Regions from separate parts of the Sus scrofa genome. Here region 2 is linked to region 1. Evidence: chromatin contacts called from public promoter capture Hi-C data. All regions are on one chromosome and are shown on one strand. Each heading gives the region's core, a stretch centred on a gene start, on an enhancer-like site or on the middle of the called end of the contact. The rest is flanking DNA. Distances are from core to core; before and after follow the strand shown.

What was found. Promoter capture Hi-C pulls out the DNA fragments that hold promoters and counts their contacts.
Region 2: a promoter capture Hi-C map of fetal liver shows a contact between it and region 1, with 2.1 times the contacts expected there. The contact joins the enhancer-like site here to the promoter of TLE3 in region 1. A contact is called at or near these places in 2 of 5 promoter capture datasets (fetal liver and liver), 6 of 47 Hi-C or Micro-C datasets (blood, mesenteric adipose tissue, omental adipose tissue and 3 more) and 2 of 2 datasets of contacts at active chromatin or transcription factors (alveolar macrophages and skeletal muscle).

Annotation. Positions count from the first base shown.
Region 1 is chr1:167,854,605-167,858,790 of Sscrofa11.1, forward strand. It overlaps TLE3 (transducin-like enhancer protein 3), which reads right to left and starts at 1,309. Exons shown (of 20, transcript XM_021100790.1): 1 at 229-1,309. The coding sequence starts at 252.
Region 2 is chr1:168,183,238-168,187,555 of Sscrofa11.1, forward strand. The region is part of intron 2 of LOC110262000 (a long non-coding RNA gene); the gene reads right to left. Among named protein-coding and RNA genes, the nearest start is that of UACA, 270 kb to the right of the region's middle. Within about 2 kb of position 2,049, at least 12 of the 83 cell types and tissues checked have an H3K27ac peak or open chromatin away from gene starts, as enhancers often do. A contact at or near this core is called in fetal liver, where this site is marked.

The DNA.
Region 1 (4,186 bases), core at 59-2,558:
CCCCAACCCCCCCGCCAATCGAGCGGAATTAACCTCCTCTCGCAACGGCGCCCCCCCATCCCATCCCCTTTGTGCGAGCGCGCGCGCGCGCACACACATACGCACAGACACACACACACCCCACACACACCATAAAGGTAGCAACAAGCAAAATGGAGGTGCCAGATAAACTGCCTCGTTTACCCTGCCATGATAGATGCTTAAATAAACCAAGTTGCAATTACTCACCGGATGTCTGCCTTGCGGATACATGGCAGGGAGGGGTCGTGATTCTGAGAGCGTAGAAACGCGGAGAGCTCGGGTCGGGGAGGTGCGGGGGAGGGGGGAGCCAAGACCGAGCGGGGGGCGGCCGGGAAACCGAGAGCTCGCCCCCGGCCCCCCCAGCCCGCTCTCGCAGCGAAATCCCAGAGTCAGGCGCCCGCCCCAAGCGGAGACAAAGAGCCGAGAAGCAGGCGGCAAAGTCGTCGGCGGGCACCGAGGCCGGGCGGTGGGCTTGGGCTTTGTGCACCTAGGGTTCGGCTGACTGAAGCCGGCCGCCTTCCCCCCACTGCCTGGAGCGCGTCAGAGCCGGAGACTGCGCGGACATCGTCGTCACCCCGGAGGGTCCGGCGCGGGGTCCCGAGGTCCGGGGCCCCTCCTGGGGCAAGCGCGGGCGCCCTCCGGATCACTCAGCGCGTCGCGCCGGGAGGGGGACGCGCCGGGGCAGTCCGAGCATCCAGGGCGTTCAGGTCCGATCCCAGGGGCAGCTCTCCGCGAGAAGAGGAAGAAGGCAAGCACCGAGGTGGCGGCTTGGGCCGCAGGAGCGCCGGAGGGTGAGGGCGGGAGCCCGGCGCGGGCGCTTCGACGCCCCCCCTTGGAGAGGAGAGCCTGCTGTTCAGTCTGCTTCTGTCGCCGCCGCCGCTGCGAGCCCTTCCCAGGGCCGAGGAGGAAACTCCGCGCTCAGGAGGTGGGAATCAACCGCCCTGGCATCCTAACTCCAGCAGGCACAGGAAACCGCCGCAAAAGGGTCCTCGCTGCTCCCAGCTCGAGGGCCGGGTCCCCAGCGAGGAGCGCTTGGCGCCGCCGCCGCCGCCGCCGCCTCCGAGCGCGCAAGCAGGAGAGCGCTGGAGGGGAGACGCAGCCCGAGACCGGGGACCTCTGCGGCTTCCTTCCTTCCCCTCGGCCCGGCTCTCCTCTCCGCTCCCCGACAATCCCCCCAGACGCGCGCGCGCGCGCGCGCGCACACACACACACACACACACCAAAAAAAAGTGCCCCGGACCTGCGGATACCACACACAGACAAGCGAGGGGGACGAGCACGAGGTCTGAACTGCCGCGAGAGCAGTTCCAAATAGGGACTGAAAAGTAACAAAATAATGTGGCAGCTTCGCCAGCCGCTAACCAATGGGAGCGCGGGGTCCCCACGTGGGGCTGTCGGACTCGGCCTGCGACTGGGCGCCGCCGGGCGCGACGTCACAATGCCCTCTTGTGTCTAAAACTATGCATGAAAAGTAGCAATCAGGCCCTACCCGCTGGTGACTTTCGCAGGGGAGTGAAAAACAGCGCTCCTCAGATCAGGAATTAACCGAAAGACATATAATAAATAGATATATATTATAGTACTGGGCTGCTAAGGATTTCCCCCCCCCCCGCTCTTTTTTCCCACGATCTACTAGCAAATAATTATTTGGCGGGAGGGGAAAGAGAGAAGACAGAAGAATAACAACAAAAGAAAAAAAAGACAAACTGTACAGTCCTCAAAACCTGTGGCTGGTAGTAATGTATCAGTTTATTCTGCAGAGGCGGCGAAGGATTCCTCCCTCTAATCTCATTAGGTCTGCAAAGCAGCCCAATTAGATACTATAAAACAAACAGAATCACTTTGTCACTTTAATGTTTTCACTTCACAAGATTTAGGACCGATAAAATGGTGGCTCCCGAAGTTGCCTGCCACCTTAAAAAAATTTTGCTCGGAACTGAGGGTGTCCCTTTCTTTTCCCCTTCTCCTGCCCTCCTACTCCCCCCACCCCAGGCCCCCAGCTTTTCTTCTTTGTTCATTCGTCCTTTTCAGAAAGCCAAATAAACAGCGTCTTTGATGTGCGGCGGCTGCCCGCGGGGAGAAGCCTAAGGAACTCTCCTTTGGCGGGCAGAGCAGATGGAAAGGCCCGACTGCCCGCGGACACTCGGGTCCTCCCGCGCTATCCCCACTCGGGGCTCCTTCCTGGTGGAGACGGCTACGCCCTCGCCGCAGCTGTTCATTGAGCGTCGGGGCCGGGGAAGCGGAATCGGGAATGCCGTGGCTGCTGGCCCCACCGCGGCCCGGGAGCTCCGAGTTCCGTCCCGGATTTCTCAGCTTGCTCCCGGCAGGGTCTTCGCGTCGGCGGAAGCCTGTGGAGGGGCGCGCGTGCAAGCCCGTAGGTGTCTCGGCCGCCAGCCTTGACGCCCTGGGAGGTGCAGACTCTCATCCGCCCCCGTGCGCTCCTCTTCCCACCCCCGCCGCCGCGCCTCCGGGACTCCCCGCGCGGTTGCACACTCGACTCTGGGTCCAGTTTGCCCGCAAACAGATAGCCTCGATCGCCTGCACTCGGGGTTACATCAGGGCAGACGGGCCGTGGGGACATGGGCCTCAAGCGGCTGGAAGGCTGGAGTGGCCGCGCCCCAGATCCCACGGGCACCGCCGAGTGGACGGGCCCAGGTGGGCCCTAGGTACCCCCCTTCCCAAGTATCTCCGCGGACCTGCACGAACCCCGGGGCCCGCGGTTGGCCCCGGATCTATATTTTCCCCTCATTAGGAGCTGGAGTTCGCTTTTGCATCTTAATGAGGAGCTGAGAACAAGCGGGCGCTCGGAGGCCGGTGCGTTGGGAGTTACACGTGAGCGCCCGCCTTGGAGTTGAACCTCCCTGCGCCCGCTCCGGCCGCCAGCCCCGAACCGCACTCCTCTCTTCATTTATTTATTTTCCTAAATAAAAACATAAATCGTGTGAGGCACGCACCGAAGAGGGGGGTGGGGAGAAGCCCGGCTCGACAGATGCGAGCATCTGGCCGCAGCATTCATTAGACACAAAATGGCTCCTCTTTGGAGCTTCCTTTTCCCCTCCCCCTTCTCTGCCCTCCCCCTTACGTCACCGGTGGGCGCACCCTCTTCCTACCCGCCCCGCCCCTTTCTCGCTCCTGCCCCCACGTGGGTGCCGCCAACCCCGCCCCCGAGCAAGGACAGGAAGGCCAATCACAGACAGCTAATGGGACTCTCTGTTACTGATTGGTTCAACTGCAAGGCGCTGTCAGTCCGCGACCGCGGCTGTCAGTCAAAACCACGCGGGGTGGGGGAGCGCTGACAAATGCCGAGGCTTCTGAGCCTCCCGCTTGCAAATAGTGCTTGGAATGGCTGCTTAATTAGCTTTGAATGGCTTTTCCTTCCAGCTCAAACAATCTGTCACTACCATGTGGTATAAAGGAGCCATGCATAAAAAAGTAAGCAGAGGCTAAATATCAATTTGATTTTGTGTATCAAAGGAATATTTTATTTTTCTCCCTAGTAATGAAACGTATCAATTTAAATAATAAAAGGTAAAACACACACACACACACACACACACACACACACAAACCAAAAAAAAAAAAAAAGAAAAAAGAAAAAAAAGAAAGAAAAAAGGAAAAAAGCCAAACTCCACGGTTCTCCTACTCCTGTGCAAGCCTGAAACAGGTAATTTCTAAGACCCACATTCAGAAGGAGGCCTGAAGATTTCCCCCCTTACATTACTTTTAAACTTGAATAAGTATTCTGTTGTGGTCCAGAAGTCTAGGAGTGATGGGGGAGTGGTGGCCCCGTAAAAGGGGAGGTAGGGGCGGGGATGGGGGTAAACTTTAAAGGGAGCTCTTTGAAGCTGCTAATCAAAGTGGAGGGGGGGTAAAACCCCATAAACTGGGGATCCTGCAGCAGGTCTCGATTTGGGAGTTGAGGGGGGTGGCCGGTGGGGGGAGGGAAGCGGGTGTGAGTCTCGCCTGGATTTATTAAACACAATGCCTTCAAGATGCCCCAGACGCAGCGCCTGCCCCAGCCTTCTCTCTCTAGGTTCTCACGTGGACTGGCTCAAATGCCCCTGCCCGGGGTCAGCCGCCGGCCCCCGGGTCTTCCTCCGAGGACAGTGGCCAGAAGAGCACAGCAGCTCTGTCTCGAGTTTGGCGTAGCTTCTGCCCCATGTCC
Region 2 (4,318 bases), core at 799-3,298, 330 kb after region 1:
GTCGTCATTGAGACATTTGTTGGGGACTTCATCGTCAGAAACTGCATGGCACATTCCAGTTGCTAAGAACAAATTGTTAAAAGAGCAAGCATTCCTAAACGCCACGCGTTATGTGCTGGGCTTGGGATAGGGTGGGGAATCCCTTTTTTTTAGAAATTGCTTTCACCCCCAGTGAGTCAAGAATTCTACTTGGAGGCCGGGAAGGGCTGAGCTACCCACTGGCTTCAGTACTATCCCCTCTTCCTTTCTGGGTTCCCTCTCTGACCCCAGGTGAGCACCTCTGAGCCCCCTGACATTGTATGTGAACCAACATATGTCTTTTTCTGCGCACATATAAAATAGCAAAAACCAGACTCCTGCTGAACTGGCTGTGGCTGTGCTCAACCCCAAAGTCCCGGGTCCTGGTCCCGCCCTCAACCTCCTGGCCCCTCCTCCTCTTGGCCCAAGGGCTCGGTTCATGGTTGGGTTGGGAATCTGGGTGCAGCTCCCCGGCTCCCTCGTCCCCAGCTCCCCAGCTTGCATAGGGGTGCCCTAAGCAAGGCCCCTCCTTTGCTCATCTGTAGGACAGGAAAGAGATACCTACTCCACAAGGTGGATGGGACACCCCCACAGGATCCTGGCCATGACAGTGATTTGCCAACTGTAAAGTGCTGTCAGTTAGCATCATTGTTCTATCTCCACGAGGGGATCACAGACACTCATCTAATTGGACTCATTTCTCCTAAAATAGCAGAGGTCCACATGGAAGGAGGAACACTTGGGGTTCAAAAGATAAAGTTACGTGAGAAGGAACGTCTCCCCTCCTGCCCCTCCCCCACATGCTCCTGGAGGCTTCCCCTCCTTCCCCACTTAGAAAGGAGCTGAGAAGGAAGCTGAGGAGTTAATGATCTGAGGGTGAGCCCACCAGTCCTGGGCTTGGTCTCCGGGGAACAGGGGCAGAGCTACCCCGTGTAACTCCCTGTCCTTCACTCCTGTGGCTCGGAGGTGGTGGTGGTGGGGGAAACAGGTGCTCACCCGGCCCACAAGGGGCTGAGACTGGGCCTGCTTAGAACCGTGGCCCAGGTGTATAAGCCTCATAGGGCAAACCCTGGAGGAAAGAGGGGGCAAGGGATTCCTCAACCCCTAACATGCTCCTTGCCAGGCCTACTCTAAGTAGTAGAATGTCAGCCCTGATTTATCTATTTGTTCAATAAAACATGTCCTAAGCAGTTACTATAAAGCAGCTCCTATGACAGTCACTGGGAATAGAGGGGTGAGAGGAGGAAGAGAAGGAAAATATAGACTAATGGTCTCATTTTCTCTCTCACATAAATTCTCCTCTGTGTCATACTGGGTTTCTGTCTCTCCCCGACACACACACATTCTCTCCACAGACAGACACACACACACACACACACACACACACACACACACACACACATCCTCACTCCCTGCTCTCCTGAGAGGCTCCTTGGCTGAGGCTGCTTTCTGGAAGCCAGAGGGAGCTCTGTGGGAAGAATAGGTGGATTCAGCAGACAGAACATCCTGCCCCTCCCCCTGCCCCCCTTTCCTCCCCTCCCCCATCCGGCCTTCCTCTAAGCCAAGCCCCTGGGGCCTGCTCAGGGCTTATCTCCCTGATGGACTGGCCTCAGTGGTTCACTCAAGCCTTTCTCTGCTTCTCTTCAGTTTCTAAGATTTAGCAGAAGAAAAAGACAGAAAGAGAAGCATGGGGAGCCCAGCTCAGGGCTGGGGGTGCCAAGGGAAAGGGGCCCCAGGCTCAGCTCAGAGCAGAAGTCACTGATGTGCTGTGGTCGCCTTGCGGTTGAGGCTCAGAGGCTCATGCAAGCGGTTGTGGGGAGCGCGATAACCGGCAAGCCGATTCGAAGAACTTCTGAAGGTTTTGTAATAAAAGGTGACAGCACAAAGCAGGAGATAACAAGGCGCCACAGCACCATGCCAAGAAGTTGGGCAGCAGTGACGATGGAGGGCGGGCCTGAAACCTGCTCCCCTCTGGCAAAGGAAGTGCCAGTGGGGTTGCTTGGGAGCAGAGACAAGGAATCCACTTGGAAGAGCTCCCTTGTTCTCAGCTGGGGTGGAGGTGCAACCGGAGTAGAGATGAGCTCAGGCCGGCCCTTCCTGAGAAGCTGGGAGTCCACCCAAGTCTCAGGGCTTCAGGCCCCCCGGCCATATAGGTCTCCTCACATGCTTGTCATCTCAGCGTGGCCATCACCCTAACCTGGGCAGTAGCAGGACAGGGGGACAGCACAGGGATGGAGACCCCAGCAAGGGGCAAGGCCAGGTGGTTCAGACACCCTCAAAGGACAGCCAGCCATGGAGGCAGGCACGCACCAATGCTCCACGGCCACGGGACATGTCCTCATTCCTTAGCTCGGTGTTCAAGGCTGCCTCCTTCTGGACCAGACTACCTTTCCAGCACCATCTCCTCCTCCTTGCCCCACTGACATGGATATCCCCCTCGACAGTTTGCCAGACACACCACATATCCAGCTCGCAGATGCCCCAGTGCCTTTGCACAAGCTAGTTCCTTTGCCTGTAATGTTCCTCCCTCTCCTTCCTGCCTGGCTGATCCTTCAGGAACCTGGTCAAATACCCTCTCTGCTGTGAAGTCTTCCCTTGGCCCCCAGGGAGGGGCTCACCCAGGCTTCCCACCAAGTTTGCCTGGGCCCAACCACTTTGCACCCCCTCCATCAAAACCACTTCCTTTCTTGTCAGTCTCTCTTCTAGTCTGTGAGGAGAGGGACCATGTCTTCATTTACCTATCACTTCCAAAGTCTAGGTCAGAGTCTGGCATGTAGCAAACCCTCAGTGTGGATGGATGGATGGATGGATACTTGGATGGGAAGAAAGGAAGGTGAAACTTGTTGGGCAGTAATTCACAGCCCACCACCTCCAATGGAGGGTGATCCTAGGACTGGTGCTTGCTCCTGGGCTGGGGGCCTGGGGTCCTACCATCTGTAGAAGGCCCTCTGCATCACCTCTCATGTCAGAGGCCCTGCCTAGGCTCTCTCCTCCTCCACCCTCACACTTTCAACCTTGGATCCCAAGTAAGCGCTTGATCCCTGCAAAGTGGCTTGGACCCCAAAGCCTCAAGGGGGTCTTGGGAACCCAGCTTTCCCCTTAGACAGCCCCCAGAGGAGGGTAATACATCCCCTCAGCAAGCCTCAGGCTGCTCTGCACAGAGCAGGAAGACGGGAGGGTTGATGATGAGCTGCAGGTCAGCATCATTACCCACTCCCCACCCAGGCCTGGCTACGCACCACTGACTCCCACGCCCACTTAGAGTCCTCCCGCTCAGGAATGAAACCCTCAGGACCCTTCCCATGCCTTGGGGTGACCTCAGTGTCCAGACCCAAGAAGATGTTTCACCCCCAGGGGCACTGGCACCAGCCTCTCAGTACCAACCCCAGTCTTGCCCAGAGCAAATGGGCAGGGCAAGGAGGTGGGGGCAAAGGCCGACCGAACTGGCTTCAACCAAACTTTGCTGGTTTGGCTCTGTCTGGACGGTAGAGGAAGTGAGTATTTCACACCTGGTGAATTGGAGCGGCCAGGGGTGTCAAGAAGCATTTTCTACAGCTGGATCCATTGCTGTGCACCCAGGAGACACCACCCCGCCCTGAGGCTCCTCATGGGACAGGACCCGACACAGGCTAGCAAGATACTCCCAGACAGACAGATGATGGGGCTATGACTTCCTGTCTCCTCAGCCCAGACCCAGCCCAACCCGCCTGGACGGGGACCTGCAGAGAGCTCTAGAGACAAGCAATGGTTCCCAGAGAACTCTGTCCACCTTGGGGTCCTTTCTCCTGAGTCCCTTGGAGCACTCTTCACGCTCCTGGCTTGTGGGCAGCGCGGCCTGCTGTGGGTGTCTTCCCTCCTGGAAACTCCCGTTTTCCCAACCTCCATGGAGCATCAAAGCCAGGCTGCCACGCCTCTGTGGAGGAGCCGCCGTGGTGGCCTAGGGTCTGAAGGCCTGTCTGCTTTGCCTTCGGAGGCTCGTGCAGCCAGCCCTCTGCTTGGCTCACTGCTAATTGCTCTAGACAAAAACAGGACTTTCCTATTCCTCTCACCCCGTGAAAATGAAATGCTTGCTCCTCAGAACAGCAGATGAAAGGGGAAACCCCAGCTGAAGACACTTACAGGGACTCTCAGCTCTGGGAAGAAAGGGCCCAGCACGGGGACCACAGCAAACTTCACCTGAGTCCTGACCCCTTGTGTGCCAGCTGTGCCTCGTTGGGACAAATCCCTTCTCCAAGCCTCAGGTCCCTCCTCTATAAGATGGTCATGAGCCCAGGATGCTGTGCACCGGGTCACCTGGAAG